Linked DNA regions of Mus musculus: region 2 is linked to region 1. A link is a contact called in public HiChIP or PLAC-seq data. All regions are on one chromosome and are shown on one strand. Each heading gives the region's core, a stretch centred on a gene start, on an enhancer-like site or on the middle of the called end of the contact. The rest is flanking DNA. Distances are from core to core; before and after follow the strand shown. Region 1 has its middle 41 kb from the start of Spata19. Region 2 has its middle 63 kb from the start of Gm39314.

Region 1 (7,875 bases), core at 3,003-5,502:
TTTGTGACAATAATTATTCTGTATACACATAAGGGATAGAGCATAGAAATCAACATACAAATAATGAAGATCACGGGGAGTGGGGGAAAAGCATAAAGTTTAAGTTTTCATTTGCTTTTACCACTTATATTTTTTCTCCTGAGGGTATATATTGCCTTAGAAATAAGGAGAAAAAAAAAACGTTTTAAATATGTAATATACCTGAACATGAAACTGAAAAGTATAAAACAAATTAGAAAATTACTTAAGAGTATACATGACAGGTTTTTCGTTGGCTGGGTTTCTCTTGGGTTTCCCCCCTTTCTCTGAGGTATCCTTGGTCATTTGGAAGATTCTAGATGTTTTGTATCTTACCTTGGCCAAAGGCCTCATGGTATGACATGTCCTCTGTGTGTTCTGGTACAGTTCTTCCTCAGGCTTTTTGGAGGAAAGACCTGGGCCTTATGTCAGGATCTCCCCCAGAGTCCATCAACCTGATTTCCTGGTTACTTACTGTGACCATCGCCTTGGAAGACCCAGTTGATCCTTTGAGCCTTTGCTTTTACCTTCTCTCAACAGTCCTGTTCCTAGGCTCTTTCTCACTCACCACCTGCTCTTTTATTGAAGCAGAGTATGGAAAAACCCCTGACTGTTCTGGAACTCACCACACCAGGCTGGCCTCAAACTATTCTGCTCTATCTTTGCCTCCTGAGTTCTGGGATAAAGACAAGCACTTCCGCACACCGTCCCCCATTCCTCTCTTCTATACCATTGACACTAGATCCTGGAGCTTACACCCTGGTCTAACTTGCCCTTCAGAAGACAATCTGGCCAACTTTTAAGGCTGACTCAGAGCCTGTGGTAATTTTGAGCTCTTAGTTTTCGCTCAGATTCTGTGCTGTCTAGCCTGGCCATATCTTCTTCAATGTGGGTTCTAACTTGTCTGTGCTCCCTTCAGTCTGCTGAGTGTCCTCCTTAGGGTCTTGAGCTCTCAGGATCACCCTGCAGCAGCAGCAAAGCTTCTGAACGAACCTGAACAACAACAGCAAGGTAAAAGTCCCCAGGAACAGTACTTGATCTCCTGTCTGGCATCCTGGGGCCCCAGATGGTCCCCTTTCCTGAAAGGACATAAGCAGTCCCACTACATTAGTAGATTTAGATGCAGGCCAAGATGGAATTGTCCCAGCTCTGTGCAGGGTGCTGCAGGGTGCGAAGTCCTATTTTGAAAGTGCTGGTGAAATGCTCCTGTGTTTTAGCTGCTGCCCTCTTCCTGCCATGTAGTGATGTGCTCTCTCCTCCAGGAAGGGCCGCCGGCACAAGCAACTGCAGTTTATTGGAAATCTGGAGGGACTCTCAACAGAGTCACCCCGTGTTCCTGGAGAAACAAGGGTCCTCTCCTGAGAACCTTAGTCTCATTGATAAAAGCATGTAAGAGCACACTCAAAGGGAAGCCTAGGAACACATTAGATTTTAAAAGCAAACTTCCAGGGCAGGCAAGCTGTAAATCTTGGCAGCTGCCCGAAGGATGAAGATGAAGCAAAGAAAGAAACAGTCACATTGTCCTAGCTAAGCCAACATGGAGGTCAGCCACATGGCTGGGGGTGGGGGTGGGGGTGGGGTGGAGCTTTTGAGAAAGAATGAAGCACCAAGAGTTAGAAGAGCATACTTAGGAAAGATGGGGCTGTGGGGGGAAGGAACACTAACATTTCTTCTTTTGAGTAATTCAGGAAAGAGGGCTGAATTACAAAGCTGCATGCCTGTTGTACCCCTGTAAGCTACTGTGCAATGGATGGGATTCTGGGAAGGAAAAATACATTATCTCAGTAAAGGGCAACCACTACTCCTACCTCATTAGCATGGCTTAAGGTGAACTTGCCTTCCTTGGCCCCCCCAAACCCCCCATCCTGCTTTTCTGAGGGCTGGTCCCTTAGCCTTATCATCAACCTGCCCAACTGGAATGCTAGGTCTCTACTTAGGCTAGAGATTTTATCCTGTCGACCAGAGGGGAAGAGTTTTCTCTTAATGGGCCCCTCATGCTTCTGTGACATTTGGTCTAGAGGGGAGAGGGGCCCAGGCCACTGAAGCATCATTTGATCTGACCCTGCATGGACCCCGACCAAGGGAAAGGTCTCAGTATGCCAGAACGAGCAGGGTACCTTGTGAGTACCTGACCCCTGCTCACAGGCCTTCCTATATATCCTGAGCTGACTGTCTTGATAGAGAGGTAAAGGTGTCCTTTCAGTCTTTTGGGGGGAACCAGGAAGGATTTAATTAGGAGATCAGAAGTTACAGCTGTGTGGGTGTCTGCAGTTCACTGGGACCGAAGCACAGTTCAGAAATGACTTCGTTGCTTTAAATGATATCTCTGTTTACACACGAGACAGTTTGTATAATTCATGAGGATTTTGTATCATTTACCAGCGGGGGGAATCAGCAAACATGGTTTCCACGTTCTGTTCTTGTAACTCTGTGGCTTCCAGTGTTATACTTCCCCACCTGCTCGCTCGCTCCCCTGCTCCCCATCTGCCCACAAGGACCCTGATAAACACAGCAGGTCACACAGGTGACACGTGCAGTTCATAAGCAACAATTTCTGGCCTCACGAGCCTGAGGAGTCCATGTTGCTCCTCCCATGCTCCATCTTCCTCCTGCCCCAGGGAAGAGAGGAGCAAAGTTGGGGGTTTCCTCTTCAGTCACACATCTGTGCCGCCTAGAGTGAAATGAACAAGCCGTTGGCTCCAAGGCCCATGCTTTAATTCTCCAAAAACAAGAGTGAAGGGGGGTAGGGACAGAAAACAAAACAAAACAAGAAAACCAAAACCAAAACCAAAACCCCAAACCAAAACTGAATTTCACACCATGAAATTTGTTGCTTGCAGGAGAGAGCTGGCTTTCTAACCCTTTTGCCTCTTGGCCCTTCAGACTGTGGCAGTGGCCACCCGAGGAGAGAGGCACCCCATGGGTGTTTCCTAATGTTGTATTTTGATACAACAGGATTTGGTGGGGGCTTTGCTAGGAAAATTCTGGGTTTGTGTGTCACAGTGGCAATGGGACCATTTATCATGTGTGTCAGGTGGGGGTACATGTTTAACCATCAGTACGATTAGGCTAGCAGTTTGAATTAATAAGGAGCTAAAAGTCACCACCATGCACATGTGGGTGAGCTTGCATGTACACACACACACACACACACACACACACACACACACACACACACATGCACGCACGCGCGCGCACGCCAGAAATCAACAAGTAGCTGCTGCATAGACTTCACAGTCACCATTCATCCTTACATTCATTCTTCTGTCTCCTGTCTTCTGCTTGCTTCCCTGTCACAAATGCTTCTGATCCTCCTATTGCTGGGAGAGATGCAATTATACACAGGGCTATTGTATTCTCAGTGCATACGGGCCCATATGCTGAAGGCTTTCTTCTCTTTAAGAATCCTTTGAAATTTCATTGTCTCATCCGAGGACCAGATCAATGACTGCTGCTCAATTAGGTTTCTATGGGTAGAAGACAGGGAAAGAACTCCCATCCCTGTATCCAGTTGCAAACATCATTTATTAACCCGAGGAGCAAGGGGGGGATTTAGGGCTTTCCTAGCCAAACAGGGAGAGGTTGAATGTTTTCAGTCTTTAGAGGCCCAGGAACAGGGCTCACAGGCCGGCACCGCACCATCACTTCCTTGCTGTGTAAAGTTGCATTTTCGCCAAAAGCCCTTCTCAGTGCAGGCAGAAGCCTCTGTTAAAAGCAAGCCTGGCATGGCAGCTGTCCCAGGCCTGGCTCCGTTCAGGCTCTCCCCACCCTCCCCCACTTTCTGGAGGTGACTTCTGTGGGCAGGGCCTCAACAGAGTCATCAGGTCCCCCTCATTCCTGGGCTCCACTGTATGAGATGGTCTCAGCTGGAGGCAGCAAATGTAGGGGAGAAAGGGCTGATTGAGTTGGGTTTGGGACCCCTCCAAGTCCTGCAAGGCTTGCAAATGTTTAGGGAGAGATTTCCATATCACTCTAAAGTTGCTTGTCTTTCTCCCAAAGGCAAAGGCTGCTGCCAAGACTGGAGGACTTGGAGGTAGAAACTGCCCTAAAGATAGGGAAGCGAGCAGGATCCATTTCTGGTGTGTGTGTGTGTGTGTGTGTGTGTGCGTGCGTGTGTGTGTCTATACATGCACACATGGTGGTGGGTTTTAGCTCCTTGTTAATTCTCTGTAATAGAGCTCACAGTGCTAAGGAAGCCTAGGACTTCACTGGGCATTTGGCCAGCTCAGCAGAGGCAGTGTGATGTCTGGGAAGGGAATTTTTAGAAGCAAATGGAACGTTGGAATGGGGATCCTGGGCACAATGGAATGGCTTGCAGTGCAGAACGGCCATGTGTTATAGTTAGTGACCCTCAGTGAAGCTACTGCCGAGCAGATGAACCCGGAGGAGGCAGTGGCATGTACTTGCAGTTGGTAGTTTCTGGATCCCCACTGACAGATGAGAGGTCACTTACAGACTCTTATGTGGCCAGGATGGAGATAGTAATTTCTTCAAATTGTCTGACCAGTGATTCTCCTGGAGAAGGATGAATCACAGCTGGGGTAAGCTGAGCTGAGCAAGAACGAGAAGTGAAAGTTTGGGAAAGCCCGTCTTTCCGTCTTCCCAATTGTAAGGCATTGAGTTTCCACAAAGCTAGGTCAGTGATTTCATCCATCCATCCATCCATCCATCCATTCATTCCTTTGGCAGGTTAGCAGCTATTTCTTATGTGCCATGTACTGTGACACACTGAGAAAGAGGGCAGAAGATTCTCTGCAAATGTTGCAACTTGTAGTTTGCAGTAATTCCAATGGTCTCTCACCCTTAATCTAATGAATCTATGGTGAATTGTGTGGCCTAATGAGAGAGCTGTGTAGGTCCAGGGCTCCACCCTTCCAAATGTATTAGTGTTGACTATAAAAGGGACTTAAAGATAAGAGTTTGATCTCTCACTCCAGCGTTCACGTTCCCTTCTGCCTTCTGTCATGGAATGATATAGCAGCAAAGCCACAAAATGTGGCTTTTGATGTTAACTTCCCAGCCTCCAGGATTATAATCTATGACTCAGGTCATCAGGCAAGTACCTTTACTGGCTGAGCTCTCCCTCTTTGTGACCTGCTTACCATTTGTTTCCATCTCTGAGAATGCAAGGTACCTTTCTCTGGTACCCTGGTACCTTTCTCTCCAGTCCATGATATCACCCTGGCACACCATGGGGATGTATTAGATGCTCACTGAGAGAATGAGAGTCAGATGAGTAATTTTCAATGATTCCCTTGCGTAAGTTGTGAGGCATTTCATAGAAATCCAGGAGACAAAAGAAGGTGGGGATTAATTGAGGAGAGGTGGCCATGGCCAATGGGCAAGAGTGAACAAGAAGCACTGGTGGGCAGGAGCTGAGTAGTGTGGTTGGTTAGGAGAGAGGACAGGGAAGGTTACATGGGGGTTTCTGGCTATGGGAGAAATAGTGTTATGTGGTAAGTAGCGGTTCAGGGGAGGGCTCTCTGCATGGATTAGGGGTGGAGAGAATGAATTCATCATGGGTCCTGATGACCTATCACTGGTCAGTTTTGGTGTTACTTGGATTTCTTGCTTCTTAAATAGAAGCTGCCTCCCCAGGAGACTCTGGCCTCCCTGCCCCGTCTGCTTCTCTATCAGTACTGCTCTTCCATCTGGTTCTGCTGATGCGCTGAGTTTCTTGTCCATGCCGGGCATCAGATGTGAGGAATATTAATTCGGCCTTTGAGATGCTCCCTGCAGAAACAGTGTCACCAGACACCACCACCAGAATGCTTCTGCCTCTTGCCCGATCTATACTTGTGCATGAGCAGGCTTGCAACCATTCTGGTCTCCTGCACTTTCCTCCCTGCCTAGGTTGCCTAGGTTGATGGACAGGTGCTGAGCTCACATCCTGACCCTGATTACATCACTCCTTTTCACTTGGCTAAAACTGATGAGACAGAGCAGCCCTTTGATGTAGATCTGTACAAGATGCAGATCTTGTAGATGACCACAAAACCTGGGGCTTACATGTGGTCAGTCAGAAATGTGGATGAAGAGACAGGTGAGGACAGCACAGTCCTGAGCTGACGAACCTGGTAGACTTCTGGAGAGCCATGAGAACGCAGTGAGTAGAGGACCTGTAGATATGCAGAACATGGAGAAGAGATCATAGGAGGGAGGCACTGTGTGCTGAGCAGTGAGAGGCCAGACTTTATCCTCCACAGGGTCGGTAGGGTCTTATTTTCTTCCTCCTTATGTGTTAACTGCTGCTGTGAGGGAAAAGGACTCAACCTCTTCTTCCCATAAGAGGAAGTTGTACAGGAGTCTCCCACTCTTCATTTCTCCTTATTCATTTTTAATTTCAAATGCCTAAATAATAATCTTAGGTGCAGAGCTATTCCTTGGAGCTCTGTCAGCCTACCAGACGCCACACCCTTAAAGAAAACTGACTCCTCCTCTCCGTGGATTTTGTCTGCGTTGAGCTTGTGCAGGTCTTGCACATGCCATCACAACTGGTGTGGGTTCGTTTGTACAGCTGCCCTTTTGTTTCTGGGAACAATTCTCTCATTGTAGTCCTTTGCCACCTCTGACAGCAGATGACTGTTGTAATCTACCCATCTGCCTCTTATAATCTACCCAACTGTCTTCTGAGATAAGTCCTGAGCCTCTGGAGGAGGGGGAGTGATATATATGTACCATTAGGGTTGAGAATTTTAGCATTTTTAAAATACGCCTATTGACATTATAAAACATTGTTTTGCTTGCGTTAAGCTTTATGTAATTGGTTTCACTGTGTGAAAGCTTCCACAGTATTTTTTTTTCATTCAATATTGTGTATTTTAGATTTGCCCAGGTTATCGACTAGATGTCTAACTTTTCATTTCTATTGCCGGAGAGTAGTCTTGCATGAATATATCACAATTTACCCATTCTTCTGTTGATGGTCTTTCAGATTGTTTACCCATGTTTTTGTTTTTCTCAGTGACACAAAGTGTTTCTGCAAATATCCTCTAACATGCCTCCTAGTACATCCAGAGAACTTCTCTAGGGGACATGCTTACAAACATGCTGTTGTCAGGTCTTAAGAGTATACATGTTGCCAGGCATGGTGGTACACATCTTGGATCCCAGCACTAGGGAGGCAGAGGCAGGAGAATCTCTATGTGTTTGAGGTCAGTGTGGTCTACCTAATGAGTTATGGGCCAGGTAGTACTATATAGAGAGATCCTGTCTCAACAAAATAACCAACCAACCTACCAACCAACCAAGACTGTGAGTGTCTTTTAACATAACCAGATTCAGTTGAATTGTTGCCAAAGTGACCCTTCTTTTGTTTGGCTGTGAGAACTTATTATTCATATGCTCATCAATGTTTGATATTACCACGCTTTCAGATGTTTGCCAGCACGTGGATGTGAAATGACAGATTCCAGGTGTACATGCATGTTGTTAGTAACTGTAGTGATGGTGCCTATAATTTCATATGTGCACTGGCTCTTTCAGCCTCCCCCACCCCCACCCATGAGCTGTATATTATACTGCAGTTGACCGTTTTCAGAAGTTCTTCCCTTATGCTCATGGAGTGGTACTTTTCTGTTTATTATTTTTACTTTACTAATTTTTAAAATTTATGTGTATGTATAACTCTGTGTGGGTATGTGTATGTGAGGGCAGGTGTTCTTGGGGACCAGAAGGTATCAGATTCCATGAAGTTAGAGATATAAAAGGTTGTGAGCTGCCTCATGTGTACGATGGGAACCAAATCTGTAAGAGCAGTATATGTTCCAGTGTTAGACTGTCTCTCCAGCCCCAGAATTATACTTTTCATTTATCCTGGATATAAACTTTGCTGAGTATAGGTTTTGCATAATCATT
Region 2 (7,875 bases), core at 3,705-6,204, 290 kb after region 1:
TCATCAATTTTATCCCTGGGCCCAATATAATCCCATAACTATCTTCATGATCTCCTGTGAGACTGGGTTCCTTGGCTGGCCCTCTGGCCTCTGAAGTCTTAATGAATTGTGGCAATTAAGCAGGGCCACCTGGCCTCTGTTGTCTGCTTTCCACCATCCAGCAGAAACTGTCCAGCTCAGGCCTGTCATGAAGCCTTCTGCCCTTGGCTTTGACCTGCAGAGGAAAGCACTCTGAACTTCTTGGTGATGTGAATCCAGTGCTTTCCTCTGACCTTACTAACCTGTCCCCAGAGCCTCCTCTGAGTCTCCTGGCTATCCCTAATGATAATGTATGTAAATTAGCAGGTCTACTTTCTAAAGTTTTTGTTTTTTGTTTTTTGTTTTTTTGTTTTTTTTAATTTCTTCATTCAGCAACTTTTAGAATCAAGTCAGATATCTCCAGTGCACAGAGAGCAATGTGCTGAGGACCAAGTCATGTGCTCCCAGTGTAGAGAGAGCAAGCCCCTCTTTCAGGTGCTTCTAAACAGTACCTCACAGATAGATGGTTCATTTCCTTCTTGTCCTGAGCAGGTGGCCCAAACCAAAGTATTTGCATTAGCAGACTCTCTAGAGGAGCCATGGCTCCCTGACAGCCTGTGCTGCTTCCCTGTTATGTAAGCCTTGTGTCATCCCTCTCCCTGCCAGACGGTCTCCACAAGCTCCTCGGTTTACCTCATGGGTGTTTCCACCAATAATCTTTTATATCTAATTCCATCTTGGCATCTTTCCCTTGCTTTGGGGACTTAGATTAAATTGTACAGACTTCTGCTATCTCACTGAATATGTTCAATGATTTCTTTTGTATTTATATTTTGTAAGCCTGTCTTTTAAAAAAGCTTTATAAATTTTATTATATATATATTTAAAAAACCCTTTGCAATTCCTAGTGGACTGCTGGCACCAGGGACACCCAACTCTGTCTGTATTCCTGGAGGCCTGCCAGCACCAGGAACAACCAGGCCTGCCAATATCTGGAATGACCAGGGATGACTTCACACCAGGTCCCGTACTCTCCAGATCCCCGTAGGCACACCCAGCAGAGGTAAACTGTGCCCTGTCCCCTGAACTCCATTTGCAACACACAATGCTGTCTGCATTCCTGGAGACCTGCCAGCATCAGGAACTTCCAGGTAAAATACCTGCCCTCCAAATGCCCTACTTGCCTAGTAACCCTAAAGCATACCCAACAACCATAGACTGCACCCACTCCCCTGCACTCCACTTTCTGGCCCACATCTATGCCTGTATCCTTGGTGGCCAGCCAGCACCAGGACACCAGATAGCTAAAGGCCAGAATAAGAACACAATCAATAAGATCCAGGGCACTACCAGAGCCAACTCTCTTACTACTGCAAGCCCTGGATATTCTAACACAGTCAATGCACAAGAAAATGACTTTAAATTCAATCTTACAAAGGTGATGGAGTCCTTTAAGGTAGAAATGAATAAATTTCTTAAAGAAATACAGGAAAACACAACCAAACTGGTAAAGGAAATGAATCAAACTATTCAAGACCTGAAAACAGAAACAGAGCATTTGAGAAAATACAAAATAAGGGAATCCTGGAGATGCAAAACCTAGGTAAGAGAGCAGGAACTCTAGACCCAGATGTCATCAGTTAAAGGAAGAAAGACTCTCGGGCATAGAAAATACTATAGAAGAAATTGATACATATGTCAAAGAAAATGTTAAATCTAAAAAGTTTTTGACAAAAATGATCCAGGAAATCTTGGCTACTATGAGAAGATCAAACATAAGAATAATAGTAATTGAATAAGAAGAAGAAGAGGAAAAGGAAGAAGAGGATGAAGAGGAGGAGGAAGAGGAGGAGGAGGAGGAAGAAGGAGAGGAAGAAGGAGAGGAAGAAGGAGAGGAAGAAGAAGAAGGAGAAGGAGAAGGAGAAGGAGAAGGAGAAGGAGAAGGAGAAGGAGAAGGAGAAGGAGAAGGAGAAGGAGAAGGAGAAGGAGAAGGAGAAGGAGAAGGAGAAGAAGAAGAAGAAGAAGAAGAAGAAGAAGAAGAAGAAGAAGAAGAAGAAGAAGAAGAAGAAGAAGGATCCCACTCTAAGGCCCAGAAAATAGTTTTAAAAAAATCATAGAAGAAATTTTTCCCAACCTAAAGAAAGAGATGCCTATAAACATAGAAGAAGCTTACAGAATATCAAAGAGATTAGACAATAAAAGAAAAATTTTCTGTCACATAATAATCAAAACACTAAATCTACAAAACAAAGAAAGAATATTAAATGCTTTAAGGGAAAAAGGTCAAGTAACATACAAAGGCAGACCTATCAGAATTATACCTGACTTCTCAGCAGGGACTCTAAAAGCCAGAAGGACCTAGGCAGACTCTTGCAGTCTCTAGGAGACCACAGATGCTGGCCAGCCCAGGATACTATACACACCAAAACTTTCAATCAGCATAGATGGAAAAAAAAACCCAAGATATTCCAAGATAAAACAAAATTTCAACAATATCTATGTAGCATGAAATATTAAAAAGCAATCCATGGTATCCCAGCAAGGCACTGGGCTGGCTAGCCCGGCACTGGCAGGCATGGATGGCCTGTTCTCATCTCATAGAGACTCTCTGACCCAGAGCTCTGAAATCTCTCCACCCAGCTTGCTAAGTTCTCACTGGCAGGTTGCTACCACACCAGCCCCATGCATCCAAATTTTCATGGCCTTTTGGGGTACACTTCTTGCAAACCCAGGTTTTGCCACCATACCTTTCTCTCTAGAACCCAGTTGAGTCATTGTGTGAAGGAAAACCACAAAAACTTAGTTTAGAATTAACAGGTAACTCAAATATTGGGCTCAGCAACTAGCATTCTAATTTATAAGCCAGTCTAAGTTCAACTCCTCTGGTGGTGAATCCTGGGGGTTCTGCCATCTAAACTGGGGACCTCTTGTTAGCCACATATTGTCCTCTAAGCTCTCCATGTCCCAAAACAAGTATCACGCTCCTGCCTCCCCTCTTCCTTTCACCGACCTGAAAGTCCTGCCTGCCTACTCCAGTGATTGGTCCCCTAAAATCTTTATTCATAAGGAGAAGGTTCTGCCACATATATATCTATAAATCCATCCCTACAGAAGATACTAGAAGGAAAACTCCAGCCCACAGAGGTTAACTATACCCAAGAAAACACAGAAAATAAATAATACCACACCAGCCAAACTGAAAGAAGGGAAACACACACACACACACACACACACACACACACACACACACACACACTGCTATTATAAACATCAAAATGACAGGACTTAACAGTCATTGGTCATTAATATCTTTCAACATCAATGAACTCACTTCCCTCAAAAAGGCACAGTCTAACAAAATGGATGTGAAAAGGGAACCCATCCTTCTGTTGCTTACAAGGCATACAAGAAAAAATACCTCAGCAGCAAAGATAGACATTACTTCAGAGTAAAGGGCTGGAGAAAAGTTTTCCAAGCAAATAGACCCAAGAAGTAAGCTGGAGTAACCTAACCATTATAATAACTAATAAAATAGACTTTCAACCAAAAATAATGAAAAATGAAGAGGAAGAACACTTTATACTCCTTTGGGGTGAAAGGAAAAATTCACCAAAATGATATCTTAATTCTGAATATCTATGCCCCAAATTCAAGGACACCCACATTCATAAAAGAAACAATACTAATGTTTAAAACACACATTGAACCCCAAACAGTAGTAATGAGAAACTTCAACATCCCATTTTCACCAATGGACAGGTCATCGAGACAAAAACTGAATTGAGAAATAATAACAGAGGACCTAAAATAGCTACAGAACACTTGACCCTAACACAAAAGAATATACCTTCTTCTCAGTACCTTTCACAAAATTGACCATATGCTGGTTACAAAGCAAGCCTCAACATATTCAAGAAAATTAAAATCACCCCTTGTATTTTATCAGACCACCATGAATTAAAACTGGACTTCAACAACAACAAAAACAATTCATGGAAACTGAAAAAAAAAAAATCTCTACTTACTGATCGCTGGGCCAGGGAGAAGTAAAGAGGGAAATTAAAGACTTTTTAGAATTCAATGAAAACGAAGGCACAACATACTCAAACTTGTAAGACATACTAAAAGCAGTGTTAAGAGGAAAGTGTCTTCATTAAGAAATTGGAGAGATCTCATACTAGCAACTTAAGAGCAAGAGAGCAGAACAGAGGAGAAACTGAAGTCTCTCTCTCTCTCTCTCTCTCTCTCTCTCTCTGTGTGTGTGTGTGTGTGTGTGTGTGTGTGTAAGCATGGACATCCATGTTAGGATGATTTAGTTAGACATAGAGTATGTGTAAGCCATACACAAAACTGAGACAACAAACTGGAAGGAAAACTCAGCTTTGATAACCTCCAAAAAAAATTGCAATTTACAAACTTTTTTCTCTTTTGAGGCTAAATATTTTTTTGTTCAATCTTAGTTGATGATGAGGCCATCTTATTGAATTATTTATTTATAATTTAGTTCTTAAAAACCTTTATAGGTTTCAGTCCTATCCTAAGGGAAGGAAAGAGAGAAGGATGTGGGCAGCTTGGTGTTTTCCCTGTGAGCAACAACGTTGGCTTTCACACAAACATTTAGCCAAAGGAAGGAAGGAAACAGACTTATAACTGTAGGGCCCCTGAGCCTATTGACAATCTTCTAGTGCCCAGACCTCCTCCCTGCTCCTGCCAGCTAGGGTCTGTGTCCCTGGAGGATTCTAGGTGGAAATAGAGATCACTGAACAGTGAAAGCGAAATAATGAGGCCCCTTGTCTGTGACTTTTCCCTTCACATCCGACAGCGAGACAGCGACCGGCAGCGACCGGGCAAGCTCACAGCTAATATCTCCCCCTGCTTGGCTCTGGCTTCTGCTCTGAGCGTTCATGGTGTCCTCCCCTGCAAGGCCCTAATGCCTTAGCTGCAGGGGCTGTGTGTGAGAGGGAGCTGAGGAAGCTGGCTGCTCTAGGAGCACGTGAGGACTGGGAGCCGGCTCCGGAGGGGGAAGGTGTCTTCATTCCATATGCAAGTCACTTAATGAGAAGGCTGCATCTGCTATACAGCCCCCACCCTGGGGAAGGCTGCCAGCTTTCCTTGTGGGTGGCTGGAGTAAGCCTGGCCTGCACACAAACTCCTCCAGCTATCAGAATCCTCAGAGGCTCTGCAAGCAATTCCTTGGGGGGGGGGGGGGGGAGGGGAGGGTTGCAAAAGTACATCCCTGAGCATGGGGGGGGGGGGGTGCTTCTCAAGCCTGTATATACTCAGTGGGCCTGAGTATGGACCCACTCCAATCCGGAGGTTTCTAGAGAGATCTGCTCCTGTGTGTCCCTTTTGAACACTGATAATGCCCTATTCAATCTTTTCCTCTGGTATCTTAGTTTGCTTTTGTGGGTTGGACAAATCACTGACCGAGACCAAATTTGGGTGGAAATGGTTCATTTAGTTTATAAGAAAGAGGGGAGAAGCTCAAGGAAGGACCCTGGAGATGGGAACTGATGCAGAGACCATAAAAAGCAGGTTGCTTACTGGCTTGCTCCCTCTGCTTTGCTCAGCCCAGGACCACCTGCCTAGAGATGACCCTGCCCACAATGGACTGGCCCCTCCTCTATCAATCAGAAATTTAAAACATGCCTCATTTCCACCGCCACAGGCCAGTCAGATCCAGGCAATTCTTCAGTTGAGGTTCCCTCTTTTCAGGTGACTCTAGGTTTGAGTCAAAATGACAGCTGAAGCTAACTATGACACCCGGGTTAAAGCAAAACAGGGGTTTGGAAATCTTGGCTCATGGACCTCACCTTTCCTCTCTAAGAGACTTTGGGCTCTTGGAAGGACAAGAAGGGGTAGACAGAATGGCTACTGAGGTGAAGAGAGTCCAGTGGTGTGTTCTGCAGGGGCCCTGGTGACTTCCTCATTTCAATCTTAGTGTTTGAAAATCTCAGTTCTCAGCCTTCTTTGTAGTGCTTTCCCCTTCCCCCTCTTTCATGAACTACTTTAGATGACATCCAGAACATCTGTTCAAGGAACACTCTAAAATTTTTTCAATTGTAAAAATACAGAAAATTACCAAGAACAATACAACTGAAGTGCATATCCTCGGCGTCCAACACTCAACAGTTATCAGCATCTTGTCATCTTTTGTCCCTATTCACTTTTCTTTTTGAAGATCAAAACTTACAAAGAAAACTGAAGTTTCCTTCAACCCACATTATCTTCTTTGTGGCTGTCTTGGCTCCCCGAGTCAGATATGACAGTCCCTCTCTATGGTTTTAAGTGTGTTTATATCCAAAAGTGACACACAGTCCTCATGCTGTCTCCAGGGGTTATCTCTAGCCATACTTATGTCTCCTTAATTGTTAAAGGTTAGTGCATTTTAAAACATATTAAATGATCTTTGTGATACATTTATTTCCTTATACTTATTTTCATTTTTGTCAGTGTGTTACTATTAACATCCATGAAATGTAGCCAGAGATGTCTCAGGAGTTAAGAGCATTTCCCTGATCTTTTCAGAGGACCAGAGTTGAGTTCAGTTCCCAGCAACTGTGTCTAGTGGCCCACAACTACTTTTAACTCCAGTTTCAGGGGATTTAATGGCTTATTCAGGCCTTCAATGATACTCGTACATGTGTGGCACATATACATATATACACACAAATATATGTACATATGTGTGTATATGTTATATGTAGATATGGCTATATATCATATACATTTTAAAAGAAAATTATTTTTAATACACTTAGTATATTTTAATATACTTTAATATTCTCTTACGGGTATGTAGGAGTTTTTCCTGGGGTATTCAGAGGTAGAACTGCTGGACTATAAATTATACTACTTGCAATTTTATTAAATACACCACTGTTAAATTAAATACACACAAAGAGGATGTACTGATTTACATCTCAATGGTAGTTTTTGCGGGATTACAATTCCACCAAAATTTTTGTCAACACTTGATACTGTCCTGCTTTAGATTTTCTGACAATCTGTGAGTGAGAAATTATGTCTCATTGTTTCCATTTGTTTTCCTGTTATTAATAATAGCCCAAGATTGTGCAGCACTTCCGAGGTGCCATTCACACACTAAGCACTAGACGTAGACGGACTCACTCACCCTCAGCACAGTCCTTTCACGGCATGCCTGTTACTCCCACATTATGTATCATGGAAATGAGATTAAATGAACAGTCCCAGGTCTCACAGAGCCTTTCCAGGAATGACCCCAAAATCCTGGACCCTAGTCTAGGAGAGGCCAGTATTCCTACATGTGTTTATGAGGCATGCAAATTCTCTTCTATGAAATTCTTTATAACCTTATATAGTTTATGAGTTGATAATTTGTCTTTTTTCATTCTTTCAAAATTTATATACCTTTGGCATTGATTAGGTTTCAATGATTTTACTCATGCATCACTGGCCATCCATCCTTACTTAGTGGGTTTGCTCACTTTATTGAGATTATATTGAGATAGATTTATTTATTTATTTATTCATTTATTCATTCATTTATTTGTTTGAGTGAGGATCTACATATGCTGCCCTGACTAGTTTTGTTCAAGCAATCCCTTCCACCCCCTCCTCTATCCCCCCGCCTCCCCCCGCTCACCTGGTCTCAAACTCCTGAGCAACTGGTACTATAGCTTGCTTTAGATTTTTGCTGAATCTTTCTTTTAATTGTTGTCGATTCCGGGATCATTCTGCCACATTTTACTATGTCCTTGTCCTAGTAATTTCTCTCAGAAGGTGTCCATCTCTCAACTTCTTGTACCAGCTCAAAACCTGCTCCAGCAACCATCACGCCACTTCCAAGGTACCTCCCTACCTGTATATTTTGCT

The links. HiChIP or PLAC-seq counts read pairs in DNA pulled down with a chosen protein or histone mark.
Region 2: an H3K27ac HiChIP or PLAC-seq map of oligodendrocyte precursor cells shows a contact between it and region 1, with 5 times the contacts expected there. The contact joins two enhancer-like sites. A contact is called at or near these places in 2 of 15 datasets of contacts at CTCF or cohesin (large pre-B cells and pro-B cells), 8 of 484 Hi-C or Micro-C datasets (the 63-12 cell line, the BV-2 cell line, cerebral cortex and 5 more) and 2 of 115 datasets of contacts at active chromatin or transcription factors (large pre-B cells and oligodendrocyte precursor cells).

Annotation. Positions count from the first base shown.
Region 1 is chr9:27,433,744-27,441,618 of GRCm38.p6, forward strand. No RefSeq gene overlaps it. Among named protein-coding and RNA genes, the nearest start is that of Spata19, 41 kb to the left of the region's middle. Within about 2 kb of position 4,253, at least 36 of the 459 cell types and tissues checked have an H3K27ac peak or open chromatin away from gene starts, as enhancers often do. A contact at or near this core is called in cerebral cortex and oligodendrocyte precursor cells, where this site is marked.
Region 2 is chr9:27,724,112-27,731,986 of GRCm38.p6, forward strand. No RefSeq gene overlaps it. Among named protein-coding and RNA genes, the nearest start is that of Gm39314, 63 kb to the right of the region's middle. Within about 2 kb of position 4,955, at least 63 of the 459 cell types and tissues checked have an H3K27ac peak or open chromatin away from gene starts, as enhancers often do. A contact at or near this core is called in cerebral cortex and oligodendrocyte precursor cells, where this site is marked.